Linked DNA regions of Anser cygnoides: region 1 is linked to region 2. The links are chromatin contacts, called in public Hi-C maps. All regions are on one chromosome and are shown on one strand. The core of a region is the stretch at or near the end of the contact, and the rest is flanking DNA. Distances in the headings are between cores, read along the strand shown. Region 1 holds the start of PNPLA8 (patatin like phospholipase domain containing 8). Region 2 has its middle 16 kb from the start of THAP5.

What was found. Hi-C and Micro-C count contacts between places; a contact is called where the count stands out from the background.
Region 1: a Hi-C map of fetal liver shows a contact between it and region 2, with 1.7 times the contacts expected there. The contact joins the promoter of PNPLA8 here to the enhancer-like site in region 2. A contact is called at or near these places in 3 of 7 Hi-C or Micro-C datasets (fetal liver, granulosa cells and liver).

What each region holds. Positions count from the first base shown.
Region 1 is chr1:31,406,111-31,412,292 of Taihu_goose_T2T_genome, reverse strand. It overlaps PNPLA8 (patatin like phospholipase domain containing 8), which reads right to left and starts at 2,858. Exons shown (of 11, transcript XM_048065920.2): 1 at 2,712-2,858; 2 at 2,364-2,458; 3 at 709-1,926; 4 at 123-272. The coding sequence starts at 1,830.
Region 2 is chr1:31,339,606-31,346,038 of Taihu_goose_T2T_genome, reverse strand. No RefSeq gene overlaps it. Among named protein-coding and RNA genes, the nearest start is that of THAP5, 16 kb to the right of the region's middle. Within about 2 kb of position 2,953, at least 1 of the 3 cell types and tissues checked has open chromatin away from gene starts, as enhancers often do. A contact at or near this core is called in fetal liver, where this site is marked.

The DNA.
Region 1 (6,182 bases), core at 1,609-4,108, 66 kb before region 2:
ACCATAATCTTTACAAGAAGAAAATATGCCTAGCCCACAAAAGCACAGAAGTTTTATGTCATTTTATAAGAATACCTCTGTCAGATATTTATTGCTCATCTAAGCATAAAGATTATCTGCACCTTAATTGCAACTCCTCTGCTCTCTGGAAATTCCAGAAGATGATAAGTCAGTTCTTCAACCCTGCTGATACAGATTCTTCGATTAGAGGATCTTCGTAGGGCTTGAACTAAAGCTCGAGTCCTGTTATCAATACTCACTCGTGCAATGATCTAAAACAGACAAGAGTTATACACAGAACATAAAGCTACTCTAAGATACGTATACAATTTGTCAAGACTAATTCCAAAAGGTTATTTTAAGATTTCACAGAAGTCCTGGACAGAGTGTTGTACAAGGATTTCTTAAACAGAAGCAGGCCTTGTTTACCAGGAAACAAATAAAGAATTCTTAGAGCAACCAGACACCAAACAAACTGGCGTCAGGATTTCTAACTGGGAGAATTTTCAGGGCAACTCTGAAATGATTGGACCATGAAAGAGTATGATGTTACTGTCACTAAAACCAAAAAAACAGCTACAGCTACAATGTATATAATTATGAACTATATATACACATGTAAAATACACATCTATACAGACGCATTCTTACATAAAACATTAATATGCATAGAAATAAAATATGTAAAAGCAGGAAACAAAGACTTGCCTTTTCTCTCTGAATGGACAGATGCTTTTCCCTGTCTTCTGCAGTCTTACTCTCTTTTGGTTTGTCTTCCTCATCCTTCTCAGACCCTTCTTGCTCTATCGGTTTACTCTTTTCTGGTGCAGCAACTTTTGTTTCCGACCTTAACTTGGGCACCAACCCACCGATGTAACTGTCTACAAAAGCTTGTACACTGTTACTGGGATAGGAAAGAAAGTTTGCAATACTTTTCTTAGTGGAAACTGGAAGAGCAGTACTTGTCTTTTCAGCATCCTGAGTCTCTGTTTCAGGAGCTAAAGTGGCTGCTGAAGTCACTGTCTTTTCTTCAGTAATTACAGTACTTCCTGATGAACCAAGCTTATTTGTCACTTCACTTTTAGAGTCCTGTAACAAAGCATTCCTCTTTTTCTCTTGATCCATTACGGAATTATTACTGAAGTACCAGTTGATATGGTCAGCTACAAAGTTGTAAGTCTCTCCAAAATTTGTAGATAAGTAGCTTATGTGAAAAAGGTGGGTTTTAGAGGCTGAATCTTCTGAAGTATCTTGATTAGCGCCGCTTGAGTTTTTTAACAGAGACTCCAAGCTTTCATTTGCATCAGTGGATTTCCTGGCAGCTAGGCCTCTGTTGCAATCCTCCTGAGTTCTGGCATCTGTAACTTGTTTACCATTTTCCAGACTGGCACTGAGGTTATTTTCACCTGCATTACTTTTAGTTGTTTTTCCTAGAGTACCTGAGTGTGACTTTAACCGAGCTATCCGCGACACCAGTTCACTGTGAGTGCCAGACACTGCCTTTGAAACAGACTCTATAGTATTCTTAATTCGTGACATGCGACTGTTCACTTTTGTGAGTCCTTTGGAAGAAGAAGTCAACAGTTTAGAAACTCTGTAGTATAAGAAGTCATGGCTGTAAATGTGTTTGTTATACCAAAACGTCCTGCTTCTGGCCCATTTACACTGAGGCTCGCTTGTATGGAAAACTCTAAGATGAATGCCATGATTTATCCTCCAGAAGACTTTAGGTCTATACAAACACAGGTATTTGTTTCTTTGCTTCCACCAAAGACTTTTTGGGTTAATCACAAAAAACAAATATGTATCTAAAGACAAATGAACTGTCATTACTTATAAATAATTACACCTTTCCTACGTTGCTTGTCTACTTCATTCCAGAAAATATATTTCAGTAAATAAGTCCCATATCATGGTGTTTGTTACCTGAAAAAAAAAAAACAAAAACAGAAACCAAACAATGGAAACCCCAAACCAGCAACAAGTTAGACTGAAATCTCAGAGTTGTTTAAAGTAGGTACAGCTTATTCATTGCTCCAGTAAAGACAGACAAACATAATTACGTAATCCTGTTGTGATACCGAGTGCTGAGGACATTCAGTACCATCATCCCAACTATTTAATTTTAACACGATCTTCCTAAAAGGCCCGTTTACGCTCATTTTGAGGAATCATAGAATCATTAAGGTTGAAAAAGACCTTCAGGATGTGACAGCTGTCAAAAACACTTTGTGGCACATAGCAAACTGCTTGCTAGTCCTCCCAATAAGCAGAACGCTGTACCTCCTGCTAAAACCACTTAGTGGCATACAGAAAACTGCTCGCTGGTCCATCCAGCAAGCTACACCTCCTTGGCACCTTACCTCGTGCCAAGAGACAGCCTTCCAAGCGGCGATGACATTACACTGCCATGAAGGACTCCTCCGAGGGTGAACGGGCACCGGTTCTCAGCACGACCCTTCGGTACAAAACCCCAGTTAGGCTGGACGAGGCTTTTACCCCCCTTTCAGAGCCCCCTCAGAGCCCCCTCAGAGCCCCCTCAGAGCCCCCTCAGAGCCCCCTCAGAGCCCCCTCAGAGCCCCCTCAGAGCCCCCTCAGAGCCCCCTCAGAGCCCCCTCAGAGCCCCCTCAGAGCCCAGGCCGCAGCCCCACACCCTGTTGCCCACCTCAGCCCCAACCCTCACCCACGTTGTCCCGGGCTGCTATACGCACCCAGGGCGAGCAGCGCGGTTTATTTATTTATTTTTTTCACCCCTCCCCTCCCACCGAGGCCGGACCCGCCGGGCTCCTGCCAGGCCCGGCCCCCTCCCCCCGCCGGCCGCCCCCACCGCGCCAGCGCAGGAAGCAGCTGGGCCGCGGCACTGCGCATGCGCCGTGCGCAGCCCGCCGGAAGCGGCTGAGGCCAGAGGGGGCGGGGCGGTGCCAGGGGGGGAAAGGGTAAGGCAATGCGGGTGGGGGGTGCTGCGCATGCGCGGGGCGGTGACGTGCGGAGCGGAACGGCCGTCATGGGCGGCGGGGGGGGCGTTGTGAGGGGCGGGCATGCTGTAACGGGGCTCCGCCGGGGGTGCTCGAAGTTAGTGGCGCTGGTCGGGAAGGGTGGAGGATGTCTGGGGTGGTTCGTGGGATCGTTGCCCTGGTCGTCACAGAGGCGGTGGTTCCTGCTGGGGTTTGGATTCCAGTCGCCTGTCTCTGCGCTTACTGATTAAAAAGAGTAAAGTGAATTTCTTTTCCTGGAGTTTTCTTTGCCCGGGGAAATTTATGTTATTTGTGTGTTGTAGTTAGTATCAAAATCAAATGGATTGAATTTCCTCCATCACATCATTTCCAGCTCCTGAATATTGGGTGAATCACAGGATATCCCAAGTTGGAAGGGACCCACAAGGATCATTGAGTCTAACTCCTGGCTCCACACAGGACCACCCAAAAATCAGACCCGGTGTCTGAGAGCACTGTCCAAGTGCTTCTTGAACTCCAGCAGGCTCGGTGCTGTGACCAGTCCCCCGGGCAGCCTGTCCCAGTGCCCAGCCACCCTCTGGGTGCAGACCCTTTCCCTAACCCCCAGCCTGACCCTCCCCTGTCCCAGCTCCATGCCGTTCCCTCAGGTCATGTCGCTGTCCCCAGAGAGTAGAGCTCAGCGCCTGCCCCTCTGTTTCCAGGGGCATATAGCACACTGAATAATTTATAGTTCCTTTTTTGCCCCCTCTCAGATTTTTATGATTCTTAAGAGCAGTACAGAGGCAGTTCTCCCAAAGCACTCCCTCTGTGAAGTGCTCAGTGGCTCTGAGAGCTGTTTGTTGTCCAGGATCCCCATGGCACTGCATACCAGCATGTCACACCCAGTTGCTCAGATCTTCTCTCCAAGGCCTTCTCCAGGTTGCTGCTTTCTGGACTGCATCAATCTTCTGCAGGTGTGGCCTGCACTCCCTTGTCCATAGATGATTACCTGTCTGTTTGTATTATTTAGTGATGGCCTACTCCCGGCAAATGTTTTTAAGACTCGTGGGCTATTCTTCAGTTTGTTGTGTGTTTTCACTATATATGGTAAGGTTTGCTTTTAAACCAAATAGAATCATAGAATCATCCAGGTTGGAAAAGACTTAAAGGTCATTGAGTCCAACTCTCAGCCTGACCTGCTGAGTCCCATCACTAAACCACATCCCTCAGCACTACATCCACCCATCCAAGGATGGGGGCTCCACCACTTCCCTGCGCAGCCTCTTCCCGTGCTTGACCGCCCTCTCCATGAAGACATTCTTCCTGATACCCAATCTAAACCTCCCCTGGTACAACTTGAGACTGTTTGCTTGCATCCTAACACTTGTCACCTGAGAAAGGAGACTGACACCCTCCTCGCTGCAGCCTGCTTTCAGGTAGTTGTAACGCAGGCAGCAGGTAGCCCATCGTTTTATGTGTTTCTTTAGGTAAAGGCCACTTGCTGCTATGAGAACAACACAGTACTGGTAGATTTTAGGCTATGGTACAGGAGTAGTTTCTTTGCCAGTGGTGTTAGGCTAAGCAGCCTCCCCTGCTGCACCTGCCCTTCTGCATGCCCCAGGACTCCTCCTTGTTTGGCTGCCTGGTGAACTGGGGTGGATCTTGTAATATGGCTTAAGAAGCAGTTGCCCATCTAAAGCAACAGTCTGAGCTGGCACTTAGTAGGATAAATTACATTCTTACAGCAACAAGGAGTTAGGCAAAACAAGACCAACAACTTCAGTAAGAAGGAAGTTTGGCCACAGGCTGTCCATGCATATCCTGCCTTTCTTTGACTGGCAAATTATGTGGTGAATAATGCGGTCCCTTTTATCTTTACATAGCTCTTCCCTGAACAGTCACCTTTCTCCCATAAGGTCTTTGTAAAATTCCTTTCTGTGCTTGCTCAGGCGTTCATTTTACCACAGAGATATGTACAACATGTATTTACCACAGAGATATGTACAACATGTATATACTACCGAGATTCATACCTCTCCTAAGGAAAAGATTCAGGGATTTCATATTTCAAGTCTAATTGCAAACCCAGACATTCTTGCCACACAGGTCTCCCCGAGGATGGCTCGACCTGTCTGATCTGACTTGTTCAGAGGCCTGTAATTCATCAGGTTTGCAAAACAACCACACAAATCAGCAAAAAAACTAAGAAAACACTGGACAAGTAGGCATACATTCATGTATTCCCAGGCACAAATTCTGCATCCACACCTTCTCAGACAGTTTTACAGTTTAGCCTTGTCTTTACTGCAGAGGTGACCTTAAGAAGAAATGATTTCAATTAATTTATCTTAAAGATAGACAACTCCACTAAGCTAATTTTGTGAGTTCTCCTAATAGTTAAAAGAGAGTTGATTCATCCCATTTGACTAACTGCCTGCTTTTTAGGTAAGAAAGGTGAATCTATCTGAGGCACTCAGAAGGTGGCTATCTCCAATTACAGTACTTTTCATATAATATGTAAATGAACACATTTATCACATTTTGAGATGTATTTTAATTTTAATAGGATGTACATTAGCTATTTCAAAATTACGCTTGCTTCAATACTTTCTATGAAAAGCCTCAAAGAAGGATTTGTTGTGATTATCAAAATTTTGTTTGCTGATCTCTATTAGATTGCATACCCAGCTTAAGCTTTGTCAGAATGGTCACTTAAAATGTGACAGTTTCCAGTTTAGGATAATACTGAAAGTAGTTTGATTTTAATGAGTGCTGTTACTGTAACTTAATTAAAAAAAAAAAAAAAAAAGGCTTTCAAAGAGGAATTGTTCTTTGGTGTACGTGATTTCTGCCATTTCAAAGCCAGACTATCATCTCCATACTGTGCCCATTTATAACTACGCTATACTTTTAAATTTCAGTAATTATTTCTAGCATTTACAATTATATGTGTCTTGGACTGCTGCTTGTGAAGAAAGTCATCACGCATTGCATTATGAGGCAGTTGGATAAAAATTGGATATTTACTAGAAGTAATTGTTCCAAAATTTGTCTTTCTAGGATTCTCTCTTCTGATCTATGATATATGAAAGTTTTCTATTTCCTTACAGTCTCTTTCACTATAAAAGGTGGAACAGATACACTGAAATTAATAAATCCTGGAATTGTTTACAAAATTAAATTTTACTCTTCATTGTTATTTGACGGGCATTTACATAGGTAACCTGAGACTATGTCTCAAGGATATAA
Region 2 (6,433 bases), core at 1,704-4,203:
TAGTACCCATCAAAACATAATTTCCTATGGGCTTGCAGATTGCCAGAACCTAAACTCTAACCACATCATCCCGGTGCAGATCTCATGGTTTGATAGAGGTGGCAAGCTACTGCCTGCTCCTTGTGTTTGAGTATCGCCGTGTCTTATTGATGAGCTTGGCAGCTGCTGACTTGGAAATCACGTTGTGCTGCTGGTGGTGATGTCTGAGCAGAGCTGCTCAAGCAGAAAGGCTCTTTGTGTGGAAAACAGCATCTATTTGCAGCCTACCAGACTCGGTGAGGGTAGCTCAGTCTGTTAAACAAGACAGCTTGCATAGTATAACATCCATGCTGCTAGAAGCACAGGTTTCCTTTAAAATCAAGTGTTCAGAGGTATTAATGTCTGCGGGTGTGTGCTCCAATGAAATAATTAGGATGGCATATGGAAAATAAGAGGATTTATCAATGACAAGATCTTTCTCTCTCTTTCCATCATTTAAGTTCTCTGGTACGTTTCAGCCATTTCTGGCCAAATACTGTGCTAATTGGTTTCAGTTTCCCTGGGGAAAGTATCTGACCTTTTTTTTTCCCTTCCCCTGAGAACATGTTTTCACACTTTTAATCAGAATATGCCTCAAGTCAGAGGAGTCTGTCAAAATACACAATAAAACCTGGAAAGTTGTAGTGGCAAGTTGGCTTTTTCTTTTTATAACTCTTCATATTTTTTCTTTTTAGGAAACAACTTCAACCTGTTCATAAACATATATCCAGATATATTTAAGTATCATTTGTGGAGATTTTCATGATTGACTTCTTAGACTGAATTAGGGAACTGGCAGACAAAGGCAGGATTTTGAGTCATTTTGCAGCCCTGGGGGATGCTATCAGAAGGAGAAGTGGTGCTGCTTACCCCAAAGAACATCAGCTGATACTCAGGCCCCTTTTTATTCTCCCATTGATATTTCTCTTTCAGAATCATCATGATCACAATCTGAAAACAAAGCAGGATTTAGTATGGGAGGATTATGCTGTTCCACTGCCACTGTTTCGAATGGATGTTCCTAGTTCTCCGTTAATCACACAGGGATGTCTCTAATGCCACCAAAGCCTGCATATTATAAGAAATGGCAAACAAGAGGCTCTACTGCCCCCTTGTCCCCCATCCTTTGACCTAGTTTTCATTCTTTTTTTCTTCTTTTTTTTTTTTTCCCTAGCTAAATATGGCAAAGGAATATTTACAAAAGAATTGTAAAAAATAATAATAAAGCAGTAAGTATATTCATGACCACAAAAATAAACTGCTAGTGCTTAAGTATTTGTACTAATTCTGAGAAGCTGTGTCAAATAATGGAAATTTTTTTATTTTTTCCTTTTCTACTAACTGGAGCAGGTACAGAACAGTGCTTCGCAGCCTTTCCATGGATTATGGTGTGTTTTGCATCATCATGATGCGCTCCTCACCCAGCAGAATTGGAGCTCTGCATGTCGTCCTAAAATCAGAATGACTTTGTTCAGCCTTAAAGTAGTAGGGCTGGGAAATGACTGGATGCCATTGCTATTCTTGCTCCATGTCATTTTAGTTTTCATTGATGACATGTTCTCACTAAAGGTAAAACCAGAGAATATTAAAAAAAAAAATTAAAAAAGACATAAAAAGACATTTAAAAGTCTTCAGACGAAAAATATTGGTTGCTTGGTCTATACACTCTTGCGAACATGAGCACATCGTTGTGCCAATATTATATTCAGAAATGATAGGGAGGAACTTGTTACTTTTATTTTATGCAGTGCTTGCCCATAAAAGAGAGAGCATCTCGGTGTGGGGCTACAGGCTGTGCCAGCATCAGGGCCCTTTCCTCCCTCTGATGTTGGTGGGGAGCAGCCCAGCCCAGAGCCCTGTTGCATCAGGGATGCAACTGTAGGGCGGTAGGGCTGCTTTGAGAAGGATCACATTAAGTGCCCTCCACAGTCCTGGTGGAACGAACATTTCTGGGATTTTTTGGTTTTGTGGTTTGAGGCTAAGATACTGGATTGGCATTTGGAAGCTCTGGGGTCTTTTTGCACCTCTTCCAAGAGTTTCCATCTCCCTGAATGGCTCCAGCTCTGTAAATTAGGGGTGCTAAAAACATCTTTCTGTTACTTGCTAGCTGATTGGATTCATTACTGGATATGTTTTTGGGGCCCATAGTCCCTGAGACACGTTCCTTTTGCAGTAGTAATGCAAATTACTGCTAACCCCCCTGGGCAGTTGTGCTGTGGTTGTGATGGGTCATGGGAGATGGAATTTGGATAAAAGTTGAATGTTTTATGTTACTTTGGCCCCCACTCTCTCTTTAACCACTTTCAAACTATTTTTGCAACATGTTTTATAGTCTCTTCAGGATCTTCAGGATCACGAGTTAGTTCCTTTTCTTCTTTTGTGTTTTTCATTTTAGATATATGTTTTGGCTCAAGTTTTAAATAAATGTTTTCAGTTACAATGCTTACTATCAGTTTTAAGAGTATTGTTTCCCTCAGCATCAAACGTTCAGAACAGAGCTGTGTTATACATGAAATTAAATCATCTGAATATTTATTAACAATTACATGTCTAAAGAAAATATTACCTAAAAAAGGAGTTAAAAAAAAAAAAAGTAAAATGGAAATGTGCATGATGTGTTCTTGTGGAGCTGCTCTAAAAGCAAGGAGTTGGCAGTAGAGGAATAATGCATTTTGTAAACTGTGTGAAACTGGCAGATTATCTTCACTGGCTTATAGAGCTGTGTTTTGCATGTAGTATTTCAAAAGTTACTGTTCTCACTTTTCAAATTAATAAAACGTCTTCCCTGTGGGGGGGAAGGTTTGCATTTCTTCCTTTAGGAGCTACTTCACAGTGACTTCTTCCCAAGAGAGGACGTGACACTGAATTCAGCAGAGTGCAAATATTTGTCCTTTCCTGGGGTTGCTCCAGTGCTCTTTGGAGCAAGCACTGATGGCAGGCGGCTCGGGGGCAGCTGCTGGTGCATAGTGCCCTCATGGGGGATCGTGTTTCAAGGGGGGATTCAGGGAGATGCATTATCTGCAGGGAGAAGAGGGGGCAGCATTTTTCAGAAGAAGCACAGGGAATGTTATCTGAATATGAACAGTTTTCTGCTCTCTTGCTATCTCAGATCTGCATAAGCTTTTCCTTAGTATAGAGCTGGAGTGTTTTGATACTAAATTGTGTCAGGTGACAAAGGTACCAGCCCTCTCTTTTAGCATCTGTAGAGTCCTCCCAGCCCCTAGACTGTATAAAGTATGCTACCTGCTCCTACCAGCTATTGCTCTCCCTTTGGGGCAGGTTGTGTGTGGGGGAACATGCCTGGGCTAGAAACAGTATGAAAAACTGTATGTTGAAAATTCAGCTTCACCTCCATCTTATTCTGTGTGAGGAGGCTGGGGAAAAGGACAGCAGAAATTTGCAGTCTGTACTTTGCATTAGAAACAGCAGCAGTAAATTTCATACAGGCAATGAGGTCCCCAGTGCGTCATCCCACTGCTCGCGGGATCCAACGTACTGCTGCCTTCCTGAGAGTTACTCATGGAGTTTCTTTCATAACAGAAATGTGCTTTTGCTGTAGAGAACAGGAAATTACTAGTGTAATAAATAAAGAGTAGCAAGGTTGGTTTAAACTTCAAAAAAATCATGACTGTTTACAGTCTTCACTCAGATCCCTTGAAAATCACAAATCTCCTGGAAAGAAAAGCAAAATGAATAAGCACTTAGTGTTGTTAATATTCCTGCAGTTCTTAAGTATTACCGGCTTCTGCTTCTTGCTGCAGAAACCTGGACTGTTGTGCATCTGTCAATATTAATTTCAAATTGGACATCCACAGCTACAACGAATCTGAAAGATAACTTGTTTCTGTTTGAACAGCCGTCAGTTTTGCTGATTAGAATGCAGTAAAGGGAGTTTCCCAGAAAGCTATTGATCCTGTCAAGGTTTGAGGTATCATGAAACAGTGATTTCCAACATTTCACAGTGTTAGAGAAGTCCTGCAAGAAAAGGCAGGATATGTTGTTCTGTCACATGCCTTTTTATTACTGCTTCATGTTCCTTTGCTAGAAAGTGTCATAGAAAGAATAAAATGTGTGTTTGCCATAGATGCTGAGGAGCACTTTTTTTTTTTTTTTTTTTTGTATGCTTAGAGAGAGAAGGTATTGATATAACTAGGACTGGTTCTGGCAATGTTCTCTCTTTCTTTCTTTCTTTCTTTCTTTCTTTCTTTCTTTCTTTCTTTCTTTCTTTCTTTCTTTCTTTCTCTCTCTCTCTCTCTCTCTCTCTTTTTTTCCTTCCTTCCTTCCTTCCTTCCTTCCTTCCTTCCTTCCTTCCTTCCTTCCTTCCTTCCTTCCTTCCTTCCTTCCTTCCTTCCTTCCTTCCTTCCTTCCTTCCTTCCTTCCTTCCTTCCTTCCTTCCTTCCTTCTTTCTCCCTCTCTCTCTCTCTTTCTCTCTTTCTCTCTCTCTTTCTGCAAATGTGGTACTCTGAGTGTTTTGTGAATGTGCATGTATGTGAGATAGTGAGGCAGGGCACTCTATCACTCCACACCAGTTCTGCATTGTGTTCATATCAATGCATGACACTCATTGCATCACTTCATATGCAATGAAACCTACACTGTGTGCTCAATTTTTTAATTGTTATTAAACATGTTTATTTAAAACCCAAAGAAAAACTTTCATGGCTAACTGGGTTATTATTTGGCAAGCTTAAGCATTTCTTTAACTATCAGTCTACTGTTTTTTTTTTTTGTTTTGTTCTTTTGTTTTTTTTTTTTCTGGAGTATGTAACTAGAATATTAAAAAAAAACCTGCAGATGTTTTTAGAACAAGGAGTTCTTAAAGCAGCTTCCAAAAGCTTTCTAGCTTTTATGTCTCCTATGATGGGAAGTAAACCAGTAATTTCTATTATATTATTTCTACAGCTGTTAATGGAGAGGGGAAAGTATACCAGTTTTCGAACTCTGTATTTGTCAAAGAATCAGATCAAATAAACCTAATTTTTTTTTTCTTTGCATTTTATTCTTCCATTCCCATGTATTTTCTGGTATAAACAATGAGGGAGCTGGAGCTGCAGACACCACAGTTGAGAGTTTATTAACAGCAAAATCATTCAGACATAATAGGTTGTTTCTTTTAAACGAAGTGGGTTAAAAGATACACTATTCATTAGAAAGATCAATACAGAACTTATTTACATTAACTGGTGGAAAATAATTCACCTTACCAGCCAAGGCATAGTCAAAGGAAGATGAGGATTTCGACATAATAAGCCATATGCTTGCCCTTAACCTGATTTTAGTGTGAGCTTGGAGTAAGACAAAGAGATGCAGGCTGAAAGCAGTGCCTGTTAAAAGCTGCAGGCACTCAGAAGCTTGGCTAGGGATTTTGCAATAGGAAGCCATATTCCAGGAGTCCTGAAACGAGATTAGTGCAAAAGGTGAACAGAAAAAACAGGAAAACCAGGGCTCTGCCTTCTTTCAGTGACTGTGCTTTGTAAATGAAGGTAAGCAAAGAGTGTCTGCAGTCCCCCAGCGCGGAGTCTCTCTGAATGAAGAATTCATCTAATTTGTGAGCCTGAAGCTTTCTTGTACTGTTGGGAGCTAGGACACTGTTACACATCAAAACCTGTGGATAAAGCTAGAAATCCATTTCAGATGCTAAGTGCAGGAAAGAAAAAAACAAACAAAAAAAAACCACACCACTGAATCCTTGCAAATCACAAATGTGTAAATACTTTTACTGAAGTCTCGTAAAATGGATCCCTAAAGAGAAGAGTTGATGGCTTTAACGACAAAGCTGTAAAATACAATTTAATTTGGATTTATGGCTGTGATATCATTATGGTGAATTATACATTTAAAAGTTGTGAAATTAGTCAACTCAAGTGCAACTGTGGCTGAGTGCATATTTCTGTAGCAATTCTTCGATAAGTGTCAGTTTCTAATATAATTTTAATTAAAAATCTAATTGGGATTTGTTAGTGCTTCTAATTAATCTCCATAAATGAAACATAGTTTTCTGCTCATTTTCTGCCTGTTATTCTCCGCGCAGCATCTCGTACCCCAGCAAATCCCAGGAGCTTGGCTTATTGGTCCCTACATAAAGCAAACCAAAGGGACAGGGGGATAAAAGCCAGCATCCATCCATGTTTTGCATCCTTGTGGAGTCCCTGCTGGAGGCCTGATCCAGTTCAAAGCCACGTCCTCTGTGCCAGCCAAACCTTGAATATTTGGGGCAAATTTTGTCCTTCTGCACCAGAGGACTTGCAGAGCTGTGCTGGGGTGAGCCCCTGGCACCTGGGGCTGTGGTGCAGTGCCCTGATGTGGTCCTGTGCAGGAAACTTCACAGCAAACTTTCAGGGCCAGTAATTTCACAAGGCATCAGATAATCTCTCTAACATCAGCCAGACAAGGCTCTAATTCCACCCCTGGACTT